Regions from separate parts of the Mus musculus genome. Here all the other regions are linked to region 2. A link is a contact called in public Hi-C data. All regions are on one chromosome and are shown on one strand. Each heading gives the region's core, a stretch centred on a gene start, on an enhancer-like site or on the middle of the called end of the contact. The rest is flanking DNA. Distances are from core to core; before and after follow the strand shown. Region 1 holds the start of Nol7 (nucleolar protein 7). Region 2 has its middle 24 kb from the start of Gm20751. Region 3 holds the start of Gfod1 (glucose-fructose oxidoreductase domain containing 1).

The links. Hi-C and Micro-C count contacts between places; a contact is called where the count stands out from the background.
Region 1: a Hi-C map of stem cell-derived neural stem cells shows a contact between it and region 2, with 4 times the contacts expected there. The contact joins the promoter of Nol7 here to the enhancer-like site in region 2. A contact is called at or near these places in 6 of 39 promoter capture datasets (the 3T3-L1 cell line, the HPC-7 cell line, cranial neural crest and 2 more), 2 of 15 datasets of contacts at CTCF or cohesin (the NIH/3T3 cell line and embryonic stem cells), 22 of 484 Hi-C or Micro-C datasets (the G1E-ER4 cell line, the N1E-115 cell line, brown adipocytes and 15 more), 2 of 115 datasets of contacts at active chromatin or transcription factors (embryonic basal ganglia and microglia) and 2 of 9 other capture datasets (adipose tissue and pancreatic islet).
Region 3: a contact with region 2 is called in a Hi-C map of cerebellum, with 2.8 times the contacts expected there. The contact joins the promoter of Gfod1 here to the enhancer-like site in region 2. A contact is called at or near these places in 2 of 39 promoter capture datasets (hippocampal neurons and pre-B cells), 12 of 484 Hi-C or Micro-C datasets (the MC3T3-E1 cell line, the N1E-115 cell line, cerebellum and 8 more) and 6 of 115 datasets of contacts at active chromatin or transcription factors (embryonic forebrain, forebrain, large pre-B cells and 3 more).

What each region holds. Positions count from the first base shown.
Region 1 is chr13:43,395,693-43,400,176 of GRCm38.p6, forward strand. It overlaps Nol7 (nucleolar protein 7), which reads left to right and starts at 2,684. Exons shown (of 8, transcript NM_023554.2): 1 at 2,684-2,966; 2 at 3,043-3,103; 3 at 3,819-3,877. The coding sequence starts at 2,713.
Region 2 is chr13:43,738,449-43,743,083 of GRCm38.p6, forward strand. No RefSeq gene overlaps it. Among named protein-coding and RNA genes, the nearest start is that of Gm20751, 24 kb to the left of the region's middle. Within about 2 kb of position 1,388, at least 27 of the 459 cell types and tissues checked have an H3K27ac peak or open chromatin away from gene starts, as enhancers often do. A contact at or near this core is called in cerebellum, muscle stem cells, neural progenitor cells and 1 more, where this site is marked.
Region 3 is chr13:43,301,829-43,306,171 of GRCm38.p6, forward strand. Gfod1 (glucose-fructose oxidoreductase domain containing 1) reads right to left here and starts at 2,344. Exons shown (of 2, transcript NM_001033399.4): 1 at 1,417-2,344. The coding sequence starts at 1,669. Gm52047 (a long non-coding RNA gene) reads left to right here and starts at 3,656. Exons shown (of 3, transcript XR_003950636.1): 1 at 3,656-3,902.

The DNA.
Region 1 (4,484 bases), core at 1,434-3,933, 340 kb before region 2:
GCCCTCCTTTGGATCCAGTCAGTTCTCCAGGTAACTATGGACCTGGTCCGCCTCCCCTCAGCCCCTTCAGAAATCCATTTGCTTTAATATCTTGGGTTTCTGTCCCTAGTTACGTGGCTATGACCAAAGTACCCGAGAAAACTTAAAAGAATGAAAGAAAGGTCCATCATGTCTCGGCTCACAGTTCAGAGGAAGGCATCTCAGCAAGGAAGACCTGGGGGAGGGAATGGCTTGGTCTGCGGCTGCGCAGGAAGCAGAGCCAGGGACTTCCAGTACTCCATTCGCTTTCCCGGTTCCCTAAGACTACAGTCCGCTCCTCCCATTCAGGGTATTTCTTCCTCAGCGAATCCTCTCTGGGAACCAGCAGGCACATGGAAAAGGTGTGCCTCACTGTTGCGTTAGGTGTTTGCCGAACCCGGCATAGCCGGGTACTGGAAAGCTGAAGACAGCAAGTTGGAAACGAAGAGGTGACAGACATCGGAACAAATGCCAGAAAGGCATGCAGAAAAGCTGGGGTCGGGTGGGTTGCGTCACTTGGATGGAGGCCACGTCCTATGCAACTCGGGGACTCAGCAAGTTTATTATGGGTAGCAGAAGGAATAGGGGTTCAGAAGTCTCTATGGGAAGACTGGAGGGGAGCCATTTCAGGTTGTAGTCGCCCACGAGGAAGGAGCTGCCCTTGCTAGTTTTTGCACACACTGCCAACATTGGCACAGGAAGCCTTTGCCATTTCCCTGAACCTGACCCAGGGAAAGCTTTGCCACTGGGGCATCAGGGTCCTTGACACTGACGTGGCTGGACCCATGTCAACAATACTCATTTACTCAGGACTTCGTGGCTCCCCACAGGTGTTTGTTAGTCCAACCATGTTGACATTTAAAATGATCTACCGCAGGCAACAAGGGAGAGTTGCGTGTACCATAGGTGACAGTCATTTGTAACAAATCCTAAAAGTCCTTTGCGTGAAGGAGATAGATTATCTGACCAATTGGGAGTCTGGAGAAGTAGCCAGGCAGCATGAGGGTCACACTGGAGGTGGTAAGCTGAAGCTAGGGAGCTAGTTATAATTTCAGTGATACCTTTCCAAGGTGTGTGTCTGTGTGTCTGTCTGTATGCAATGGCTATGCGTACTGCAGGGGCCAAAGCCCTTGGAGCCCCTGGAACTAGTCATAAGTGGTTATGTAGCGGGCGGTGGTGGCGCACGCCTTTAATCCCAGCACTCTGGAGGCAGAGACAGGAGGATTTCTGAGTTCAAGGCCAGCCTGGTCTACAAAGTGAGTTCCAGGACTGCTAGGGCTACACAGAGAAACCCTGTCTCGAAAAACAAAACAAAACAAAACAACAAAAAAAAGTGGTTGTGTGCTGCTTGACATAGGTACTAGAAACTGAACTAAGGTTCTCTGGAAGAGCAAGCAGTAAGTTGAAGTTCTCTTAACTGCCGAGCCGTCTCTCCTGCCCTCTGTGACACTTTAATGCGGCATCTACACGTATGGACCATCACATGCTTTTGGTAGGTTGTCACCGGGCTTCAGTTTAACCTCTCTCAATGCTAGTTACTGTAGGGGTCTGCTGATGCAAACATTTGTTTTCTTGCAATAGGTTTCACTTTAGTTCAGGCTGGCCCAGACTTTAAGATGTTCTTGCTTCGGCTTCCCGAGTGCTGGGATTTCAGGCGTGCACTACTCTGCCGGACTCAGAGAATGTTTTTCATTTGTATTTTCTATCTGACCGAGCCCAGACGTTTCAGAGCCACCCTCCCCATCCTTCTCTGCCTACGATGTCTCTAGCAGTTCTTGTTTTGTTTTGTTTCTGAGACAGGGTTTCTCTGTGTAGCCTTGGCTTTCCTGGAACTCACTCCATAGACCAGGCTGGCCTAGACTCACAAGAGTTCCTCCTGCCTCTGCCCCGCACCACTAGGATGAAAGGCATGCACCACCACCTACAGGCCTTGTTTTGATCTTTTTATCCACACTTATTTGTTCTTTTTAAATTGGAAACTGCTTCTAAACAAGAGGGGGGGGGGGATAAGGTTTAGAAGTAGGAAGTATATATGTTAACTAACCATTTGTCGAACATATAGTGTGACATTAGAAATCAATGACTTTAGAATGGTAGAAGCAACAGCCAGGTGACTTGAGTATTTAGAGAATAGTGTAACTAAACATGCCATGGTCTCTGGGTGGGACGTTGAAAGTCAACCGTTCTGCGTAGGGGAACACATATCAGAGAGGACAGCTCATCCAAGTGCACGGATAGATTAGGGAATGAAGAATCATTTCCTACTGTATAGCTGGTAAAAGACATCACGTGGGCCATGTATTCCCAAAAAATATATGGGCAGAGGATTGCAAGGGTTGGAGGGGGTGGGGGTGGTGATGGGGGTGGGTCGTACACAATACATACAGGGATGCATCTCACAAGCAACGATGGTCATTTATTTCGTTATTTATTATACCCTTGCCTCTGTTCCATAGATCTAAGCAACCTGGGGGAGAAAAAAAAAAAAAAAAAAAAAAAAAGGCGGCGACACCTAGCAGCACGAAACCACGCCCTCTTACCCCCCCCCCCCGTCTCAGCCATGAAAAGCCCCGCCCTCCCGCGCACGCGCCTCAGCACGTTTCGCGGCCTCCGAACCAGCAGAGGGCGTAGAGAGCGCGCACCGCGCACGGCTGCTTCCGGGTCAAGGGTCAGACAGCCGCCTTTCCGTTTGCCATGGTGCAGCTCCGGCCCCGCTTGTCGCGTATTCCCGCGCCGGCTGAGGCGATGGTGGACGAGGACCAGGCGGCCTCGGAGGAGGAGGAGGCGGAGCACGGCCTGCTGCTCGCGCAGCCTAGCAGTGGCGCGGCCGCCGAGCCCCTGGACGAGGAGGAGGACGCGGACGACGAAGCCCCGGAGGAGCTGACTTTCGCCAGCGCCCAGGCGGAAGCCCGGGAGGAGGAGCTGCGCGTGCGCGCGAGTGCTCGCAGGTGCAGCGCCCGGGAATGTTGGCGCCTCGGGACTCCCCAGGCTCGGCCGGCGCTGACCCGACTCCTTTCCTTCCAGGGATAAAACGCTGTTGAAGGAGAAGAGGAAACGGCGCGAGGAGCTGTTCATCGAACAGAAGGTTGGACGCGGGACTTGTCGCTTATGTAAACTCGGCCGGGGCTAGAGTTCCCTTGCTAAAAGCTCCTTAAAGGATAGGGTACTGGAGAGGTGCAAGGGCCATTGGCGTTTCTTGGAGTCTGCCGTAATTCAAAGTAGGCGTGGAAGCACTGACACTCATCTATCCCTGACAGTAGGTCTTACAGGCTTCCAGAGGTGGTGAGGTTTGCTTGAGTTTTTAAAATTCTAGGCTGGAGCTAATGATTTCTTTTTTCGCACCCCAGAGATCTGATTTCGAGTGGCCATACCTAAATACCTTTCAGTTAGTAGCCGGGATACTTGAACGTTGAGCTACTTTGGGTAAAATGACAGGGAATGTATTGGGCTTTCTTTTCTTTTCTTTTTTTTTTTTTTTTTTTTTTTTTTCTTCCGAGACAGGGTTTCTCTGTATAGCCCTGGCTGTCCTGGAACTCACTTTGTAGACCAGGCTGGCCTCGAACTCAGAAATCCGCCTGCCTCTGCCTCCTGAGTGCTGGGATTAAAGGCGTGCGCCACCATGTCCGGCCTGTATTGGGCTTTCTAAATCCAGTCTTAATGTTGTCGGTTTAGAGGCAGCAGGGACGTATTCACAGATTGGCCCGAATTCAGGACTGTTCGAAATGAGTAACGTTAGAAGTTATCTCCAGGCATACCTGTACCTCACTTTAACTTGTCATCAAATGTCTTTATCCCCAAAGAAAAGAAAGCTGCTTCCAGATGCTGTATTAGAGCAGCTAACTACAGCTTCAGAGGCCGAGTAAGTATTGCAGTTTCTACGTGCATAAAGTCTGTAGACCCTAAGAAATTCTCCCCAAACTTAAAAGCTACACAGTGCTTTTGGAGTTCCTCAACTTTGTCTAGCAAGATAGATGGTAAGTAAGTGACTGAGAACATTTAGTGTTGCAGCAGGAACTTAAACCCAGACTTTCCTTTAGCTTGCTCTACCTGCCGCCACCCCTTTCTCTGTTCCTCATTTCGTTTAGCAGCCGTGTTGCCAGTGCTTCAAACCCAAAGCTTGAGTTTACGCCCTGCTGAATTCACTCCTTGGTACATTCTTTTTGTTTTTCTAGACAGGGTTTCAGTAGCCCTGACTGTCATGTAACTCTTGCTCTGTAGACCAGGCTGACCTCAAACACAGATTTGCCTGCCTCTGCCTCTTGGTGCTGGGATTAAAGGTGTGCACCACCACACCTGACCTTAGAACATTCTAACTTCTCAAGTCTTTTTTCTTTTAAATCAGAATAGTAGTTCCAAATTGTTGGTTACTTTCCATAATTATTCAGATCTTTAATCCATGAGGTATATAAGCAGATGTTTGTGCTTTTAGGTGAGGTCCTTCTCTTTCCTACCCGAGGTCAAGTGTG
Region 2 (4,635 bases), core at 138-2,637:
AGGAATACAAAATGCACAGAGGACACTTCGTCCTTCTGTTATCCAGGTCGCAAAAAATAAGCACAAGTCTCAGCCCACAAACTGCACGGCAGTCACGGGATAATGGCATTCCAGCTTTCCACTGGAATTTTTTCTTTAAAAAATTTTGTATGTATGTATGTATGTATGTATGTATGTATTTAGAGTCTGTGTGTGTGTGTGAATGCCCTTGTACGTGCACCAAGTAAGTGCAGAGCCAATGGAGGTCAAGAGAGGGCATCAGATCTCCTAGAACTGGGATCAACAACAACAACAACAACAACAACAACAACAACTGGTTCCGGAAAAGGGAAATTGGGGATTAAAGAAACTCTGCTTAGCAGCTCCATAAACGCTTGCTTCTAAGCATCTACAGGGATTGCAGCAACTGCCTGATGTTCCCAGAGGGCAGCGTTTCTGTCACTCCTTAGCTCTCTGATGAGCTGCTAAAGAAAAGAGCCCCAGACACAGGGTCTTCATCCTGCCGTCCCCAAACACACAGAAACGCAATCGTTCCCCACTGTGTCTAAGGATGCCAGACAAAAGCGAGGGGCTTTGTACAGTGTATATTTCTTTTTTTCTCATTTGAAGATTCTGTCATTTTCTTTTGATATTCAAATTTGAATTTCCGTGCAGTTGATTGTCTCCAGAGTCAGGGATAGAAGACCAGCATGCAGTCGCAGACTCGGGTTGAGAGCACTGAGCAGAACTTCCGTGAGGAACAACTCTGCCGACTTAGAGCACGTCTCACTTCCACTCATCAACAACTTTCCTAAAAGAAAGGTCACTGTGACTATGCCACCACACAGCACACCCTATGTACACTTCATGAGGCCTCTTGTTCTAGGGGAAGAAAAATGGCTTCCCCCAAACAGAGCTGGCTCATACTTTAAAAATAAAAATAAAAAACCCATTTTATTTTGCTATTAGTTGATTCCTTAAGGTAATGGAGCTAAGAAGAGCTGATCTCACCTTCTTCTATTGGTCTTTCTTTCAGGATGCTTTGAGTTATGTTCTTATTCACTTTTATCTGTGCTACAAATATTCTGGAAAGAGAGAGAGAGAGAGAGACAGAGAGACAGAGAGACAGAGACAGAGACAGAGTCACACAGACACACAGAGAGACAGAGAGAGAGACAGAGAGAAAGAGAGAGCATGAAAAGAGAAATTACACAGGTCCCCCAACATACAACTCCCTACAATGTCCCCTCTCTACAATGTACCCCCAAATCTATCTTTCTTTCTCCAGCACAGTTGATCACTGGCTAAAATTGTGAGCCCCTCCCCCAGTCTCAGGACCCAGTACAAAGCAGCTGTTCTTAGGGTTCTGTGGCAAATCTAGAGCTGTGTGGCGCTTTCCTGCCACCTAGCGGTGGTGTAGTGAAACAGAGCCTGCAGATCGAGCCAAACAAAGCAAGCCAAACATACTGAGCAAGCCTGTTCAAAAGCGAGCCCTGTTGGTCTGTGCGGCTTAGATCGGTATTAAATGGTGACTTTCGAACTTGTAGGTTTTCTCTTCTAGAAGCCAAGGTTCCCATTTATGAAAGTGGGTTGTCATCCAGTAGTATTACAACGACAAAGCTCAAATTTGGTCACTCTTAAAAGTTGAGAAGGTGAAGGACAGTGCAGGCCAGACGTCAACATTTTGGAAATGAGCCTTTGTAATGGTAACTAACCACGTGCCGGATGAGGGAACCGAAGACCAAGGCGTTGACAGCTGTTTCAAGTTCAAATCATTAGTGAGCACTGCTGGCATGGTTGGAATGCGGGGGCTCGTTTCTTCCTTCCCTGACAAGAGCAACTTGAGGAAGAGGGGCTTTTTATTTTGGCTCAGAGTCCATCATGGCGGGAAAAGCCATGACAGCCAGAAAGTGAAGCAGCTGGTCACGCTGCATCTGCCATCAGGAGTCGGACAGTGACAGATGCCGATGCTCTGCTCACTCTCTCCTTTTTATCCCGGGACCCTGGTTCACGGAGTGGCACAGCCCATACTTACAATGGGCCTTCCCACCTCAGCTAACCGAATAAAGAGTTTCCCTCACAAATAGGCCCAGAGGTTTGTTAAGAATCAACATTAACTTTCCCTTTTACCAGATGTCAACCTGGAGGAGGGTCCTGCAAAGGGTCAATTATTGTGATAGTTCAAGCAAAGGTTACTGCTGTTAAGACCTAGTTTTTGTGTGTGTGTGTATATATATATACACACACATATATATTCATGCATATGCAAACAAAACAGCTATATGCAAATATATGCAAATAACACACACACATACACACACGTTTTCATGTAACCCTGGCTGGCCTAGAATTCACTCTGTAGGTCAGACTGTCCTGAAACCTAATGAGGATCCCCCCCCTTTCTCAGTCTCTCTAAGTTTAAGTGACCGCACTAGGGTTGAATCTGAAGGATTTGGAGCTAAGTTCCCAGAAACAGGACTGGCTATCCTCTCCTTCAAACACATTCTTTTCTCCAGACAGCACATGCTTGTCAGATAGCAGCTGAACCAGAGGGAAGGGTCTGTGAGAGGGACCGGCAGGGATGCTGATCTACATGGGAAGAGCTATCCAAAGAAGCAGACCAACTGCAGCCTCATTAACAGTGTTCCTCACCCTGGGGGATGGGCAGAAACTATTCTCATGATGTAGACATGTGACCCAAACACAGGGAAATAAAGACCCTCCCTGTTGTCTTTGTTGTAGATCCTATGGGGGAAATCTGTAAATTTGTTCCTAGAGCAATCCTTTCAAATGTGTAAAAGGACATAGAAGTATAAAGGACATGCAAATAAAGTTAGTAAGTTTATATATATATATTATATATATACATACACACAAATACACACACACACATATATGTGTGTGTGTGTATATAATTGTATGTGTATTTAGTTCTGCCTGAAAAACAAAATCCACAGACGCAGAGGTGCAATATTTAGCAATAATTTCCCATGGTTCTAAGTGCTGAAGTCTGATGTCAAGTGCCAGCAGATTCATTTCCTGCTGAGAGCCCTCTTCCTGCCTTCAGAAGGCTGCCTCGTATCTGACCCCATCCTTACTCTTCAAACAGAGGGCAGGTCAGGAGTTTCTTCATCCTTACAGGGGCTGCACCCTCTTGGGGGGAGGTCTTATCTAAATCTTATCTAATCATCTCTCAAAAACACTAGGGTTAGCTTTTCAACAGAGGAATCTTGAGTAGCGGGCAGGCTAGTGATGAGACACATTTCAGCCAATGACAATAACAGCGCACTGAACAACTAGTTCTAGTTTCTGGATGCCCTGTCCATGGACCTTGGCTTAATGAATCCCTGTAGCAGTGACTCTAAGAAAATTCAGTAGTGTATAGTCACTGAACTAAATCATCTCCTAGAACATGCCCAGAGAAGCAACCCTGGCTATACAAGTAAGAGTCCTGAAAGCTGCCCATGCTCTCAGGTTTGTCTTTCTCCAGCATCCTCTGGAGTTTGAACTGGAAGGTCACGTGTCAGCTGAGGACCTGTTCTGAACTCAGGTCCTTTTCTTACCCTGTAGCCTTAGTGAAAGGGTAGACACCAGCATTACTTAGGCAAGCTGGCTCCTCGGCCTGAAGCTGCCAATCCCGCATGGTTCTCATGCTTTCTTTGTTTCCTGCACATAACCAAAAGCCCATGATCTGCATTGACGAGAAGCAATGGATTTCCCCTTCACAGACAAATGAATCCCTCCATAAGCAGATTGAATACCAAAAAGGAGGGGAGGGGATATAGTTGGAAGGTTGTCAAATCTTATTAGAAATGCCTTAGTAAGTGGGAACAAATACTCTTGAACATTTCCAATGTCTAAGCTAAGAGAAGAGGATTCAAAACATCCCTCCACCCCTTTAAGGAAACCAAGGAATTTTTTCCTTCTTAAGGAAAGGCGGGCAATTTTGGAGGGAATATTTTAATCCTGATCCTTTGGGCTCGTGTGTAATCACAGCATCCAGGAGGTGTTTTAATTATACATTTTAATCATAAAATAAAATGTCCCAGCTTGCTCCATTTAGGTGTTTTTCCTGCCTCTAAATCAATAATGTTACTGGCAAGTATTCAACTTGTAAGAATCTGGGCTCATGGAAGACCATTCATACAAACAGGCATGGTGTCCTCTGGGGACTGATGTCTGGAGCTTTAATGCAGCAGGTTGTCGTGCTTATGGGCTCTGAGGTAAGAGCAGGCAGGAAGAAGGCAGTCTCCTCCTGCTTCAAGCCAGCTCAGAAACTGTCCCACTTTCTTATAGCCTCTAAAACCAAGCCTAGTTGTAATGAGGAGGGGCTTTAGGGCAAGACTTGCTGTAGGTAGCAGATAGGGATGGGAGAGGGGAAAACCTGTTTCTTTTGTTTTCTGTGCAGGAATGGGAGTACTGCACATACATGCAGTACCTACAGAGGTCAGAAGAGGGCGCTGGATTCCTTGGGACTGGAGTTAAAGGCAGTTATGAGGTGCTGGGACCTAGACTCCAGTCCTCTATAAGAGCAAGTGCTCTTAACTGCTGGGCCATCTCTGCAGACCCTCGTTTAGAATTTCTTTTAAATACTTTAAAATTTTCATTTACATTTTTTTTTTCGAGACAGGGTTTCTCTGTGTAGCCCTGGCTGTC
Region 3 (4,343 bases), core at 1,094-3,593, 440 kb before region 2:
ATAGTAAGTACCAGAGACCATCAGAGCATTCTTGCTCTGTAATTGGTATCCCCCTGTTGTGGGGTTGCTCCAAGGGCCTGTCCTATAGAGATGCCACCGGAGAGGGGAGAAGAATGCTCCAACAAGCTTTCAAATCGGACCAGACCCAAGCCTTTAGCATAGATGGGGCTTAAGAGGAACCCATGGTATAGAAATTGCCCTAATAGGTTTTATACTCTAACTTTTTAATCGCCTACTTGACAAACAAATCCAGTGTAAACAACTAGTATAAACTAGCAGTGAAACAGAAAAGAAACATTGGCTAAAAGTCAATAGAATTCAGTTCAAAACTAAAGAAGCCAGGCTCCAAAAGCCAGAAGCTTAATACATTAAATACAGTAAAGAAAAGACCGGTAGCCCCTACGTTAGAATTTCTCCAACCTAGTTTGTTAGGAGCTTTTTCTCCACTTCAGTAACCCTGGCTTCCAAGGGTAAGTATGAAACGCCTGGGAATAGCCGAGCGTGGTTGGTTTAGGTATGGAAGGGAACTGCTGATGAACAGACTTGCTCAAGACACTCGTTTGAGCCCAGAAAGAAGCCCCAGCCTGCTTGTAAACACAATGTGTCTCTGGAATATTCCCGAGGCAAAATACGGAGGTGCCATCGCACGTTTCCAAAGGAAACTGCAGCGTCTGGCTTCCCCCTCCCACCCCGGCCCCCTCCACACACACAAAGCATCCTTGCCTTTGAAACCACAATTTTCATCTCGGAAGAATACAAGGTATATAATTCTCAACTAGAGTAGACACCCACTCCTGGGAGACTGTGCCCAAAGGTTAAATTACAATCTTTACTAACCTCTGACACATCTGAGAGTGTTCTGATAGACCCGCCCACTCTCACTTGCTTCCTTCCAGAGCAGAAGAGATAATTCCAGCCAGCTGTCAGTTCTCTAATCTCACAGTAAACTCACTTACTGTGGAGGGAAACAAAACGATCCAAACTGGGTGCCACAGCTGCTCACAAACAGGTACACCCAGGAAAAACCCTGCCACCACGTGTGCGGCCCTTTATTCAAGGGTTCCTGGCCACGCGCTCTCCTTTTCCAGACGCACGCGCACCCACACACCAGAGCACTAACTAACGTATACAGCTGGGTACCGAGTTTCCCTCCTGGAACAGCAACCGGTCTTCTGTATCTGACCCATTCGGTTCCTATACCTAGAATCCAAGCCTATTCTAGCCTCCGCACCACACACGTGGGGATGCGCTTCCAGCTGGTATCAGGAGCGAAGCGTGGAGGTGGGGGAGGCCACCGACTGGAAAGGGGAAAGCTGGGACTAACAAGCTTGGGTTTGGGATTCCTGGGATATGTCCAATTGGAGAGAAGCGAAGAGCCGAGCTAAAGAAGAGAGGGCTGGGGGAGGGGTCGCTCACCCAGGGTTTTGACAGCGATCTGCCTAGTGAGCGGCGGCGGCAGGTTGATGCACACCAAGTCCACATCCTGGTGCAGGAGCACCTCGTCGATGCGGCTGGTGTAGAAAGGAACGCTCATCTCCTTGGCCAGCTCCTCGGCTTCTTCCTGCGTGCGGCCCCACAGCGCCTTCACCGCGAAGCCCTCATCTTTCAGCAGCGGGATGATGACTCGGGCTGTGAGGCTGGTGCCGAACACGCCCACCCCGGGAAGCATGGCTGCTCAGGTCCGCCCGGTTCTGCTGCTGCCGGGATCTCCAGTCGAACACCGGCGCACACGCCTCTCCGGCCGGTCCCGCAGTCCCCGGCTCCTCGACCGACCTCGCTGCGCTGCGCTAGCCGCCGAGCCCCGGGCAAGGCGCCCGAGTGCGGTGGCGTGACAGCGCACCGAACCACAGACCCTGCAGGCTCCGGGAGCCTCAGCGCGGTGACTGCTGCAGTGCCCGCCACTCGGGGCTCGTGTCCTTCCCGGAGACAGCGGCAGGGACTCCGCCAGGACGCACGAGGCCCCGAAGCCCCGTGGAGCCCGGGCTCAGGCAGCGCTCCCGCCGCAGCGCCGGCCGGCTCCGTGCGCCCCGCGGAGGCCGCCCCATGGCCGGCTCATCCCGGCAGAATCTCTCTCCCGGATGGCGCTCCCGCTTCACCACCCTCTGTGGGCTGCGGATCTTCTTTTTCCCCAAGTCCTTGGTAACGAATGGAACCCAGAGGCCACCCGGAGGCCGACTAAGGATGAGGCTCGTAGTGTACCAGGCGCCGATCCCGAGCAGCAGCACCGCAGCGGCGGACACCACCCGGCGCCAGGCTCCTCATTCTGCTGCCATATTCGCTCGCTCGCAGCGCGCCTTGGGCGGCCTCGGCCCCGCTCGGGCTCGGGCTCCGGCTCCGGGATCCCGCGGGTACGAGGGCGGAGTTGGCGACTTTGACTGTCAGCGGCCGGGGTTCCTGCACCGCCCTTGCGGTAGCGCCGTGCTCCATTGGCCGCCAAGCGTCGCCCCCGCCCTTGTCTCCGCCGCCCAAGGCACTCGTTGCGCTCAGCGCCCGGCCCCTGGAACCCGCTTTGACTCCTCCCCGGCCCCGCCTGTCTCGCCTGCTGCCCCCGGGTGGCTTCCCTTTCTCTGCGCTCTCCGCCTCCGCGGCCGCCTCCTCCTCGTTGTGCTCCAAGCTCCGCCCAAGCAAGCAAATAAATCTATCAAAGCAGGGCGCGCCCTTAATAGGCTAGGACTGGGTTCCTTGGAAAAGATTGGCGGATGCTAAGACCCCGGGGAGGCCGGAGGACCCCACGAAGTGTGAGCAGCGTGGTTCACAGTCTCCTCTCCCGGATATTTTTCTGTGCTCGCCACTGCTCTAGGAAGCTGTCCAGGCACTTAACCCTGAGGTTATTGGAAACTCGTTTCATTGATGAGAAAGTGAGCTCTGAGGAGGTTAAGGGACTTGCTCAAGGTGACACACATGAACAACAGTGCCAGGATCGGAAGGCAGACACCAGCATCTCGGCGCTGAACCCCTAGAGTTCTGACTCGCAAGTGTGCCAGCTCCAATCCCAAACCAACTCCACTCCTGAGGAGGCTCCACTGGTCACCTACTCCATGCTTGTGCCCATGTGGCATGGGCGACCTCACCCAGACTCCGCAGTGGCTGTGGCACGTGTGTCTAGAGTCTGGTCTTCCTTGTTTACTTCTGGCTGCCTGCCACTCCTGGCCACTGCCCTCTGTCAGCTTCAGTTCCCTGGCACAGCGCTTCTCCTGGCCTTTAATACATCTGCAGTCAGAATGCTGGGGACCATCAGTCCGAGATGCGTGGAAAGCCCTAACTGCGGTGGTGACTGAGTGAGCGTCTGATGGCTCAAGATATCCTCGTCACTTATCACGGGGCCTAAGGAGATAGTAGGCACTTGTCTAAGTACACAAATGGATGGATATTCACCACCTGTCACATTGTGCCCTCTTCGTACTGGGAGGGAGGAGTCAATGCCAAAGGGCAAGTGGACCTGCTCTTCTAGCTCAGTGTTTCTGGAAAGGTGAGGTTACTACTGTCTATTATGTTCATCCCTGGCCTTTAGCACTCAGAGGAAGAGACACGTGTCCTGCTTCAACATAAGCGTGGAAAACATGATACATCCGAGTGTTTAAAGCAACTGTAACAACTGGCACAGAGACGGGGCTCTTGGAGAGAGCTGTACACACACACACACACACACACACACACACACAAAGGCTGATGTGGCAATGGGAGGAGGCAAAGTTGACCTCAGGACGACATTATTAAAAAGGACAAAGTGCTCCGGGATTGGCAACAACCTGAACAGGGTCAGACAAAGAGCAGACAAGATATGCCTGCTGATGGTTAGCTGAGAAGTGCCTAAGGAAAAGGAGGCGTGCAGCCATGGCTGCCAGGGTGCTGCTTTGGAGCAGAGCGAGAGCCACGGTGTGCCGCCCCTGGACAGGTGCAAGGTGGGTGACTCCTGGCTTGCAGAGTCAGAAGCCAGAGCTGACTCTTGGCTCTGCCATTTACACCCTGTGGGACCCGGGACAAATGTCTTCTCTGTGTCCGTCTGTAAAGGGGGACAATAGCTAACACTAGAGAGGACCATGTGATTTGACAGTCGTGACGTCCTGAGAAGGATGCTCCCTAGAAAGGTTCTATGTGATATATATGCCCTCTATTTTGATATTTATTTTTATTACATACATTCTATTTGAAAATAAATGTTAGGCCATGTATATATCCTGAATGAATTCCGTTATGCTCTTTTATGTTGTTTGGGTTTGTTTGTTTGTCGATTTGGGTTTTTCCTTTACTATTGTTTCTATGTATGGGTGTGGGTATATACCACATGAATGCATATACTCTTGGAGGTCAGAAGAGGGCATTGACTGGATCTGCTGAAGCTG